Linked DNA regions of Mus musculus: region 1 is linked to region 2. A link is a contact called in public ChIA-PET data. All regions are on one chromosome and are shown on one strand. Each heading gives the region's core, a stretch centred on a gene start, on an enhancer-like site or on the middle of the called end of the contact. The rest is flanking DNA. Distances are from core to core; before and after follow the strand shown.

What was found. ChIA-PET counts read pairs in DNA pulled down with a chosen protein or histone mark.
Region 1: an RNA polymerase II ChIA-PET map of memory CD8 T cells shows a contact between it and region 2, with 9 read pairs. The contact joins the promoter of Cox17 here to the enhancer-like site in region 2. A contact is called at or near these places in 2 of 39 promoter capture datasets (the C10 cell line and liver), 1 of 484 Hi-C or Micro-C datasets (nephron progenitors) and 2 of 115 datasets of contacts at active chromatin or transcription factors (embryonic stem cells and memory CD8 T cells).

Annotation. Positions count from the first base shown.
Region 1 is chr16:38,344,038-38,350,710 of GRCm38.p6, forward strand. It overlaps Cox17 (cytochrome c oxidase assembly protein 17, copper chaperone), which reads left to right and starts at 2,962. Exons shown (of 3, transcript NM_001017429.2): 1 at 2,962-3,170; 2 at 5,204-5,292. The coding sequence starts at 3,064. The coding sequence ends at 5,288.
Region 2 is chr16:38,238,246-38,244,173 of GRCm38.p6, forward strand. It overlaps Gsk3b (glycogen synthase kinase 3 beta), which reads left to right. Exons shown (of 11, transcript NM_019827.7): 11 at 2,257-5,928. The coding sequence ends at 2,324. Among named protein-coding and RNA genes, the nearest start is that of Nr1i2, 54 kb to the right of the region's middle. Within about 2 kb of position 1,711, at least 77 of the 459 cell types and tissues checked have an H3K27ac peak or open chromatin away from gene starts, as enhancers often do. A contact at or near this core is called in memory CD8 T cells, where this site is marked.

The sequences.
Region 1 (6,673 bases), core at 1,712-4,211, 110 kb after region 2:
CATGACCTTCGGAAGAGCAGTCAGTGCTCTTACCTGCTGAGTCATCTCAACAGCCCATGTTTTGTATTCTTAATGTCCACTTAATATAAAATAAACCATCTCAGTCTACAAGCACGTGGGCAGAGAAAGAAAAGTGAAATTTAATGCTTACTCATTCATCAAGGGTAAAAGGAAAAAGTAACCCGAATGGATAAGTTAATTAGACCATCTTAAAACAAGAGTTAAGCTGGTGAGTACAAATTAGTAAATGTCTCCCACTGGAAAGGAGACCTTTTGTTTGTTTTATAGACAGGACCTTGCTATGAGACCCAGGCTGGCCTTGAACTCTGATTCTTCCTGCTCTGGCCTCCCGAGTGCTGGAATGTGTTCGTTTCATCCTTCCCAGATTGCTCTGTATTTTTTTTTTCCATGGGCAGGCCATTTTACCTCAAAGAAGCAGCTATTGTAGGTCATAGCACTCAAGAGACAGTCTATAGGGTTTATTACAGTCTCAGAAGCATCTAGTTAAAGGAAGCAAGAAGAAGGAGATTTCTTTCCCTGAGAGGACTGTTGTTAATCAGTACCAGTCTCTCTCTCTCTCTCTCTCTCTCTCTCTCTCTCTCTCTCTCTCTCTCTCTCCCTCTCCCTCTCCCTCTCTCTCTCTCTCTCTCTCTCTCTCTCTCTCTCTCACACACACACACACACACACACACGGGATAAGAGACAGTTTATTCTGGGAACAAATATGGATGATTATGGGTCTGGGAACAGTTTCACACTACCCTAAATTCCACATTCCAGTATGGTGATATGACACTCCCATGTAGTTTTATAGTAAAGAAGCAAAATCATAAATCAAGACACTTCCCATACACAGCGGTAAAAACATTAGGTGGACAGGTCACAGGAAGGTAAGAAAATCTCAGCCATAGCCTCAGATGGTGTCTGATGATCTTCTCAGCCTTTTGGTTGGTGGGAACTGGGGGTTGGGGGGAGGGGGTCTGCTCATAGATTCCAAAGGGTTTACCTAATGCTCACAAAGATGTTAGATCACATACAGAAGGGGGCAGTAAAAGACCACTATGTGGGGACTAAAGCTGCTCCAATACTACTTGGCTATAATCCAGCAACCTTCCAGCCTTACTAAGATCTCTAAAATTGTAATCAGTTGATCAGCCTTTCAGGAAGTTCAGAGTGATGTGTGGTTCAAGCCAGGAACTTTCCTTCACAAAGGGAAAAATGAGAGGAAAACTTATCAGTTGCAATAAAGTTCCAATTCTCCTCCTCCTCCTCCTCCTCCTCCTCCTTCTCCTCCTCTGCTCCTTCTTTTTGTGGTCTACAATTTGTATCAAAGTCAGTCCTCACAATCCTTACATTTTCCAGTTCTACTCTTTTTCTTCTTTGTTCATTTACTCTACACAAAAATGCAGTAGCGCCAGTAAATACAGGTGAGTGGTTTGAAAGTGAAAGTTACTTTGCCTTTAGATACATTGCACAGGATAGTGCATGGACCATGGGGAGAGATGGAACCTCATGAGCTATGTAGCTCTGAATGAATCATATGCCCTTCTGAACCTCCGTTTGTTATGAAGATTAAATGCCTCTCACGCTCAACTCTATACAGGGAAGCTGTGATGCTGAAGATTATATTGATCCTAGTTGAATTTAAGAAATGCCAGGAAAAGGCATTTTTAATTCTGTTAATTGGTATAATGACAAATATCTGATTGCACAATTAATAAAACCAGTTTAGGAGCTGAGGGTATGTAACCCAGTTTGTAGACTATTTGCCTAACATGCAGGAAGTCCTTATATACCAGGAAAGGATGGCACACACTTGTAATTCCAACATTTAATAATCAGTTCAGGGTCATCCACAGATCATTCAAGGCCAGCTTAGGCTAGAGACTTTGTCTATAAATATTTATATTAAAATTAAAACCACTTTTTTGGGTGTGTGTGAAGAAATGGCTCACTGGTTAAGAGTATTGGCTGCTCTTCTGGAGATTCTGAGTTCAATTCCCAGCAATTACATGGTGGCTCATGACTATCTGTGATGAGATCTGATGCCCTCTTCTGGTGTGTCTGAAGACAGCTACAGTGTACTCAGATACATACAATAAATAACTACAAACCACTTTTTTCCTGACCTACAGCTAGTTTAAGGAAGCCACTCAATGCTGTACATCTTAGTGAACTTGAATACAATTAGAATGGTTGATTTGAAGCAATGGAGCTCTACTGAGGGGGTTACACTTTCAGTATCAGTTACCATGTCATTTACTTATCCAAAACACACACACACACACACACACACACACACACACACACACAGAGAGAGAGAGAGAGAGAGAGAGAGAGAGAGAGAGAGAGAAACAGAGACAGAGAGACAGAGACAGCCCATCACAGTTGTTGAAAGTAGAAAAAAATCTTATCTTCTTTCATGACTACTGTGTCATGATATATTATCTGAAAATTTAGCATATATGCCGGAGAGAAATAGGAGGTAGGGGGCCTTTGTATCTGTATCTGCAGAATGTCTACAAAGCAGGAAGGAAGAAAGACCATAAAATATCCCAGGGTGGAACCCGGATCTGCTACTGCTTGTCCAGTACCAAAAGGTCAGCCCTGAAAATACGAATACAGTTAGCATTATACTGGACTGAATGGGTCATATAGGAATATATGTATGCATGTATACATATAAGCATGCAATAACAATTAGGGAGGAAAAGGCCATGAATTTGAAGGATAGTGGGGAATGGGTATGTATATGTAAGGATTTGTAGAAAGGAAAGGGAAAGGGAAAATGATGTAATTAAATTACAATCTCAAAAACAAAACAAAAACAAAAACCATTCTGGGTGACCTTTTAACCTTTGCGCCAGCGCTGACGCCACGCCCTTGGAGCGAGGCCTTGTACCACTTCTTTTGCGCACGCGCTTCTTAGACTTACTTCCGTCCGGAGAGGCGGGACTTCCTGTCCCCCTTCGATTGACTGCGGAAGTGGAGACAGACGGCTCAGGGTAGTCGGAGTTTGGGAGCTTTGCGCGTGTGCGCTCATAGTTGCTTTCGCCTGGAAAGATGCCGGGACTGGCGGCCGCTAGCCCTGCCCCGCCCGAGGCTCAGGAGAAGAAGCCACTGAAGCCCTGCTGTGCCTGCCCGGAAACCAAGAAGGCGCGTGATGCGTGGTCAGTGCGTAGCCCGGGAGGGAAGCCCGGGCTTTAGCAGCTCGGCTCCACTCTGCTCTCTGGGACTCTGGAGATGCAGGGACCCATAGTTCCGCTGTCCTCTCTGCTCCCTGATCCCGCACCCCAGTCTCAGTTAGGGGTCAACGGAGAGGGCAAGAGGTTACATTGATCCCAAGGTTCTCGTCCTTCATTCCTTACTACGATTGCATTTTAGTCTTCTTAGGGATAAGACCCAGATAAATAGAAGTGCGTAAAGATGCTTCTTGATTTAAAGGCATTTAAAATATGTGGAGATTTGTTACCAGCCAATACTATACCACCAGCTGTGATAGATTTACTAAGACCTAGGTGTAAATTTTTCAGGTAATCTTTAGTAATTTTTTTTTTTTTTGGTCGAAACGTGTGAATAGTAGAACACAGGATACATTTCTGAAGGGATACCCTTTCCAAGAAGTTAAAAGTCAACCTGTCTGGAGCTGGAGAGATGGCTAAGTGGATAAAAGCCCTGGTTGACCTTCCAGAGGGCCTAGTTTCGATTCCCAGCACCCACACGACTGTTAACAATCTTGTGTAATTCCAACCCCAGAATAATCTGACACCCCCTTCTAGCTATTGCGGGCACTGCACACACATGGTGTGCAGGCAAAACACCTATACACATAAAAACAAATTGTAAAACTTGTCTACAGGACAGAGGTGATATTAATGTTCATCGACTTTATCATCAAGTCACAAAAGGTTTTGTTTGGTCTCCTCCCTTTTATGTAGCCTGGGTTCTGGGGCAGATACTGAAGTCCTCAGTGTGGCTATGCATCTCCATCTTCTCCCATCAAAGCAGAAAAATACTCGGAGAAACAAATATGGATTCTCATGGTGTGATTTCATTACCGGAGAGACTGAAACAGTTTTAAGTCTAGCCTGAACATCCGAGTGAGACCATGTCTCAAAATAAAAATAGAAAAATACACAAAACAAAGTATTCCTTGGTATTGTAAGGTAATAAGAGTGTAACCAGTTATTATTATCACTACCTATAAATGGAGAATTTAAAGATCGATCTGATACCAAGGTTCTTGAAATACCAAGGTAACCTGCTTAAGGAGACTTTGGTGTGGCTCAAGACTCAGAGCTTAGAAATACAGTCAGGCTTTGAATCTTCTCCCTCCAAGTTGGTGACCTTATGCAAGGTACTTAACAAGTCTGCTTCACACGTGTGTTGAACGAGTCCCGCATTTCTGTAAGGTTTAGCAGTGGGTGTCGGTGGTAAGGGGAAGCTAGCTGTTATACGGAACTCACTGTCACACCCAGTCTTCTCATCTGCTGGTAAGGATGGTAATAGGAGAACCTCTTATTCTTTTTGAGACAGGGTTTTGCCATGTAGCCCAAGCTGGCCTCCTCCTGAGGAGTCTCCTGTCTTAGCTTCCCGAGCATGATTACAGGGGTGTTTCAGTACATTTGGGCTCTTGTGACTACTCTTAGGATTTTATCATCACAGACCCTTAACCTTCTGAAGAACGATTCATCTTGGTTGCTCGTGGCTACCAGATCTCTTTTGATGTTTATGTTGTTGGGTGTTTAATGATTAAAGGTAGGCTTAGGTATTTGGATGTAAGAGGAAAAGGAGAAACAGGAAGTTAATTTCTGTGTGATAGGAGGACCAAACGTTAGACTCTTTCCTCGTCATTTTATGTAAATATTCAGTTTATTTCATTATAAAGAAATGTTTATTATTCCTTGGGTATAGAATAAAGGCATCATTTGCTACACATAATTATTTCATCTAATTAGAACCTTCCCCAGACAACAACAAAAACAAACGTTAAGACCTTAGTTCTATGGAACACTTTTGTGGGAACAGAACCATCTTAAGAGCAAATACCAGAGAGCAAAGGAGCTGAGCTGGTTGGTGTAGTAGGGATTTGTTTGTCACTCCAGCTACATCTGCACGTGCCCTGTCTCACTCCCTGTCACAGATTCTCCATGAATGTGCTTGTCGTCTATTTATTAGGTAACGAGTGCATCTTATTTTATAGCATCATTGAGAAAGGAGAAGAACACTGTGGACATCTCATTGAAGCCCACAAGGAGTGCATGAGGGCACTGGGATTTAAGATATGACGTGGTGAGTGAACTGTAATGCTTCAAGTTTGAGTGTTAACCTTACAGAGGTAGCTGCGAGGCAGGCAGCATTCTCCAAAAGGTAGCTTGCCTGGTTAATATAGCATGTTTAAGTAGCAGCTTAGTTCAGTTTCTAGAATGGGGTTGTAACAGTTTGGTGCCAACAATTTGAGGCACCCAGTAGATCTGAGACAGTATAAAGCTTTTGAGAACTGGTTTGACAAGAGCCTTTAGAGTTACATTATAGTCAGGAAGATGCAGGGAGCATGGCTGCGGGGAACTCGGGTACACTGGTTTCCAAGGTAAAGGAACTAAGTGGAAAATTCTCTTGGTTTCTTGTTTCTAATATAGGTCTGCAGTAGAGTTACTTTTTTCCAGTGAAAATGGAAGCTTTGTTTTAAGCCAGGTATTGTTCTAAGAAAACTAAAGCCTCAGATCACCAGTTTCCAAAGAACTTTGAGTCCAAATATCAATGTCAAAGGGATGTGCCCACCAAGACCACAGTCCGTGACTTCTGGTTGGAATCTCTTGCTTCAGGCGTTAGCTTCGCTCACTACTACACTTCTTTCCAGATGCTGATTTAAAGTCTCCTTAGAGAGGCTTTCCTCAGTGCCCCATGTAAAGTAGTACCCTTCCTGTCACTGTTCCAGGGGTACTCAGTAGGCCTTCCCAGATGTTCCGTGGCCACATTCTCCAGTATGGTAGCCACTAGCAATGTATGACTATTAAGCACTTGAATTGGCCATAATGAGACTGGGGAATTGATTTTTTTTTTTTTTTTTTTTTTTTTTTTGGGTTTTTCGAGACAGGGTTTCTCTGTATAGCCCTGGCTATCCTGGAACTCACTTTGTAGACCAGGCTGGCCAAATTCTTAACTTATAAGAAGGCTAGTGGTAATCTGTGGTTAGTGGCTTCTCTTGTTTTTGCAATCACCAGCTATATACTGAGCCTCTTCTTACAGCGGTCGTCCTCGCTTCCCTCCGGCTGGGCTGTAAGCTCCGGGAAGCATCTGGTTTCACTGCCAGAGTGTCCAGCATGTCCCAGCACCTAGATCATTGCCTGGCACATGGTTGGATTCCCGGGATGGGCTCAGCAGGATGAGAACTGGAACCTCAGCCTCGTAAGCACCCTGTTTGTGCTGCTCGAAGGCCACATCTCACTGTCACCTCCTAACTTATCGACAGTTGAGAGACACCCAGGCCACAGGCCAGTTTCATAGTAGTATCCAGCTGGTTTCTTTCTCTTCCACCTCGCTCTGGAATGTCACACATGACCAGTTGTGTTTGAAGTACGGGAGGGAGGAGATAAGGAGCTTGCCCTACCTGATAAGTCTGACTGGAGGAGGAGACTGTTTAAAGGCTCAGACCCAGCATCCAGGCATGGCT
Region 2 (5,928 bases), core at 461-2,960:
AAGCTTAGCTAAGGTAGTTTGTTCTTTAGTGTTAGGATGGGTCATCCATGGAATTAACATGCACGGACAGGTCCAACCACTCCTTCTGGGGACACCTTAGGTAGCTGAGGGCTTTCCATCATGTCAGTTGTCTTCTCCTACACCAAGTGGTCAGTAGAGAGAATAAGGCAGAAGCCATCTGTTAGGTCCTTCCTTAGAAATCACACACCGTAATCTTTGCAGTGGGCATGGGTGCAGAGTCACCGATGTCATCTTGGGAGATGCTGCAGTGCATCAGGATGACCTTAGGCCGTCCTTCCTCTTCCCAGAGCAAGTGGTTTGTGACATTGTCCATTCCCTCTCAAGTCTGTTCTGGGATGGAGGCATGGTTTCTGTAGGACCTTGAGAAGGGCGAGAGTGAGAGTGAACATTGTTTCTAGAGGTGGTTGACCTAGTACAGGGTCAGCTCTGCACTTGTTTTCAGAATGCTTTATTCTCTACCCATCCCATACAGAGTGTTTGACTGCTCCAACTGTCTCTTCTGTATATTCTGTTCTGTCTTCATATAGTAAAGATGAGCTGTTCTGTACAGCAGCCCCTACACCACATTGAGCCTCTAGCCAGCTTTTCTTTTGTTTGTTTGTTTGATGCTTTTTTAAAATACAAATTAAAAGCGTAATTTTGCATATAAAGGATTTGCTTGTATGTGGAATCATTGTCTCTCTCACTGTGTAGACAGAGATGGTCACCACACCTGGCAAAAAGACTTTGGTAATCATGATTACCTGTTAAAGACTCCTTATCACATGGTTTGGATACAATGCTGAGAACAATGATGAGATCGTTAGATTTTAAATCTGAGGAACATGAACACCCAGCAGATTTTATTATTCAGATAGGAAGCTCATTTCCAGTTACATGATCACATAAAATGTTTGTGCTTTTCATGCTGATCATGCAGACAGACTTTGAATTTACTCAGAGGAAGGGGAGGATGGTTGGTATGAATGGGCTATAGCTGGTAAAGGGCATCTGACGATTAGTTGTTACAAAGGACTTTACCAAAAGAGTAATTACCCGAAATGTGCAGGTTGCTGGTAGGGGGAGTATTTACTGTATTCACCTTGGCAGGCATCTGCTGGCAACCCTGGTAGCCACCATGGCCAGAGCTGCCTACCATACTAGTTGATATGTGGATGTGATAGGTATCCATTAAGTCCTGGGTTGTAAGATAGAACAAAAGTTCCTCCTGGCATCTTCTGCTGAAAGTGGGTGTCATTTGGTGATGACCGTGCATTTGTTGACAATTGTGTAGAACCAGGAAATGCTATTAGGAACATTGCAATTCTGAAGTAACTCTGGTTTTCCAGCCTGCTTCTGAAATGTTTTTAATTAATGCAGCCTGTGCCTGAATTCTAAAAATGATGAAGAAAGCCCTGATGTGATCTGTCTTCTAGACAGGAATTCATGTTGAGTTAGTAGTACACCAAATTTAGGTGGCTGTGAACAGAAAACTCCCTTCTAGTAGGGCATGTCTAAGGAAGTCATGGTTGAAGCCTTAGACCTGACTCTTCAGTGCTGAGAAAGCCGCCTGCTGCCTTCGGAAGGAGGCTCTGGTTCATGTGCCATGCACCTGTGAGCTAGATGTTTCCGTGCTCTGGCAGCGTGACTCTGTGGTATCTATAAGGAAGTAGAACTAAAAGCATTCCCCTGTTGACTGCCCCCTAGTGGGCTAAAGGAATGGAAGGGCAGATTATTTGAGGAACAGGAAAATGCAGAGTTCAGAGAGGAAGTGCAGTTTTTAGAAAGTGGTCGTGAAGTTGATAAACTGAACAGCTTACCCTTAAGTGGTAAGGTTCCTATGTGTTCTTGGCATCTGCTGTGTCTTCACTTGTCCAGGCCCTTAGCAGATGGCCTGTTGGAACACGGCTCAGGATCTTTAGCTAGTGTCATTTATTTTCAGTAAGCTAGACTCCAACCTGAGTACTGCCGGTCAGTACTAGCTATAGCAAAGCCTTGACAGAAGTGACCTCAAATTCCTGAGTCTGTGATGCATTAAGTGTACTGCCACACGCACATACACCACACACGCATGTGCACGCACACTTGTGCCATCACTGAGCTCCTAGCAGAAAGGAAGTCCTGGTGCTGTGTGTTTGAACCCACATAGGCAATGACAGCTCTGGTAGGCCTCAGCACTGTGCGGTGAGTGGTGTACTTGTGCTCTTTGCAGTGTTATAACGTTGCTCACGCTTTCTTGGGCCTTTGGATTTGCAGATACTAATGCTGGAGACCGTGGACAGACCAATAACGCCGCTTCTGCATCAGCTTCCAACTCCACCTGAACAGCCCCCAGGAGCCAGCTGCGCGGGAAAGACCAGCACTTACTTGAGTGCCACTCAGCAACACTGGTCACGTTTGGAAAGAAAATTAAAAAGAGGAAAACAAAAACAAAAACAAAAAAACCCTGTTCATTTTAGTGTTCAATTTTTTTTATTGTTGTTCTTATTTAACCTTGTAAAATATCTATATAAATACAAACCAGTTTCATTGTATTCTCACTTTTCAGGAGATCCAAGAGGTGGGGAGGGTTGGGCGGGGAGGAGCAGAGCATTAAACACAATCTCTCCCACGACAATCTTTTCTTTTCTTTTTAAAGTCAGAAGTCCGCTATTGTATACCTTAAAAACCAGACTCCTGCCTCACGCCCCCACCGCAACAGAAGAAAACCTGTTCTGTGCTGGTTTATTTTCTGGATTTGTTTTCTTTTAAAGCCTGGCGTAAGACTTTGATACAGTGCACAGCTTGAAATTGGTTGGGAGCTTAGCAGGTGTAACTCACCAGGGACTTACTGTCACTTGTACAATGTGTACTTATCCTTAGGATTTGAAGACTTGCCTTTGGCGTGTGATGTCAGGTATGACAGACAAAAAAAAAAAAGACAAAGAAAAACCAAGGTGTATTATTGGTAGCCCAGGGAGGTCACTAAAATCTGAAGCTCTAAGGGAAGATCAGAGATGGATTACTTAAGGTTTGTTTTGCTCTTGACCAGTGCAGGTGTTGCAGATGCCAGCTTAGGAAGGCTGCTGCCAAAGGAGAGAGCGCGACAGAGTCTGTTGGGCCCTGAGGTAGATCTTGGTTCACCTGACCAAAGGCCGCCTGCTTCTCCCGGTATTGTTTTGAGCTGGTACCCTAGGATGAGGCTGGAGATGGTGTTAAGGGGGCAGCTCTGGGTGCATCGGAAAGCGAAGAACAGGAAGGTGGCAGGCCAGGGGCAGATCTCACCACTGTGAGTGAGCTTGTCCAGATTTTAATAAAGTCGTTTCCCTTAGAAAAACACTTGAGAGAAGACATCATAGCTAAGTAATGTGAACTGTTAGCCAGCCTACTGCTTTGTTTTCCTTACTTTAATTGAAAACCAAGCTTGCAAGAATTGCCACATTCTTATGCATAGCTCTAATTTTAAATCCAAATCTAGACTCTGTATTTAATTTCTGCTTTTTTAACATCATGCTTTTTAAATTTATTTATTGATGCATGTCAGATCGGCCACTATGATTTTAAGTGGTAGTAATATTAAAAACCACACATCAAAATAATAAAGTCACTTGTATCTGCTGACTTTATAGGAAAACTGATTATATTAATGTGTATATATGTTTTATATATACATATATTCAATACTGCCTTTTCTTTTTGTCTACAGTATCAAAATTGACTGACTGAATCATGAAAAGAATGTTCCCCCACCATCACCATTAAGAGTTTTATTTTTGTTTTCTTTGTTTATCAATGAATGGTGTAAGAATCAGTCTCTTGTTTTTTGAAGAAAAAGCAATATTCCTTGGAAAGCAAGGTGGATTGAAGGATTACGTTTGTGTGAGGAACAGAACTCATAACTAGTTTGTTGATACTTTTAAGGTTGGTGTCTTTGTGGGCCTTATATACTCTAAAATGAACCTTGGTGCTTATGGGCCATTACTTGACCTATGAATCTTTAAGGCACAATCAGTTATCTTTTACATTTAAAGATCACTTGAGTAATGGCCACCGCTCCTTCCTTCCTTCCCACTCCCTCCCCACACATCTGCTAAGGTGAGCTGATGACTAGGGCTGTAGGGCCCTTGGTTATGTATGAGACACAGACTCCTTTACCCTCATTACCTGACCTTAAGTCACGTTGAGGTCTTGCCCTCCAGGTGGTTAGGAAGAGGAGTCTCTTGGCGGCCCTTATACAGGCCCTAGCACCCTGCCTTGCTTCTCCGACCGTGTGTGTAACTCTCCAAGAGAGTTGTATTGTCTGCCGAAATGAGTTGATGCTAGAAAGACATCAGTGAGGCTGTGCGGCTGGCTGATCTCTTCAGGCCACCGAAGGGGTTTCTCAGACCTCCGTTTAGATCAGACTTGACAAGAAAGGAAGCAAGCCCAAAGCAAACAAAGGCGCTTTTGGTAAAGCGCTTCTCAGATAATTGCCGTGCGAAAGACTTCTGAAATTAAGTTATTTGACCGCATAGTTCCTTGAAGGGGGTGACTTGGAAGACCATTTTCAGAAAGAATTTGTAAAGAATCTGAGCAAGCAGGTCTGTGGCCTGAGAAGGGAACCTGCTTTCAGATTAAACTGCCCAGCCCGACACAGACAGTACTCCAGACTTGGTGTGCGTGCTAGAGTCCATAAAAGTCAGTGCTTGTTAGTGAATACTCCCCACCCCCAGATACGGGGTAAGAGAAGAGTGGAGGAAAGTCAGGTGCTTTTCTCTGTGTGTGTGTGTGTGCGCGCGCGCGCGCGTGTGTGTGTGTGTGTGTGTGTGTGTGTGTGTGTGCGCGTGTGCGTGTGTGCGCACATGTGTGCGTCCGTGTGTGTGTGAGTGTGTGCCTGTGTGTGTGCGCGCGCGCGTGTGTGTGTGTGTGTATGTGTGTGTGTATGTATGTGGGCATGCATGCATATATGAGGGCTTAGGTGCACGATTTTTCTTTCTCAAGGATCATGGCAGGATCCCAGAACTCTTATCCAAGTGAGATCCAGGTCTCTGAATATCTTTTTGTAAATAATAATTAAAAGCTCCTCACCAAATTCAAGCTTGTATATTATATTTTCTTTCAATGTTTTTAAATTTAAGTTTTATTGTTTTGTATGTAAATATGTGGACCCAGGAACTGTTATTAATGAGCAAAAAGTTACTGTTCAGGGCAGTGATTCTGTTCAATAACCAGACAAAAATGTAGACGAGCTTTTTAAAGCCATATAGTTTTAACTCTGTACAGTAGGTACCGGCCTGTATTATTGTAACAATAACTCTAGCAATGTATAGTGTATCTATATAGTTTGGAGTGCCTTCGCTTCCATGTTTTTGGGTTTTTTTGTTTTGTTTTTGTTTTCTGACTTCCTTTATCCATGTGTCCCTGTGGCCCCCTTTCCCTCTGAGTAACAGCAGAACAGCACCTTTGCCCACTCCACAGTTTGAATGGGGAGAGGAAACCATGTTGGCAGTCTCACTTCATTCTAGCCTTGCCTTTGTTTTTGGTTCTGGGTGTGTCTGTGTCCTCAGTAACAGTGACCGGTTTCATTGCGGATGCACTCAGTCCGTCCGGGACTTGGTGGAGCGCTGGGGGCCCCAGAGCTGAAGGGTGTCAGATGGCATGGGTTTGTTCATCGCCTCTCCAAGCCCTGGAGTGGATCCTAAGCAGATTCTGGGAGCTCCCGAGCTTGCTCTCTCCTTACCTACTTCCCTCCCAAATGAGAGAAAGATTGGGTTTGTTTTATTTTTAAAAAAAAAAAAAATCACTGTCTTGGTGGCATTTGGGTGCCCCCGTGACATTGTTAGCAGTTACTGCAGGGGTGCTGTGCAGATGAGGGCTGCGAGTGGACTCTGAGCCCGTTCCTCCCTCCTACCATCTTGCTAGATGAAATATCATTTTAATTTCTTTTTTTAAAAATCAGTTTAACTGTGC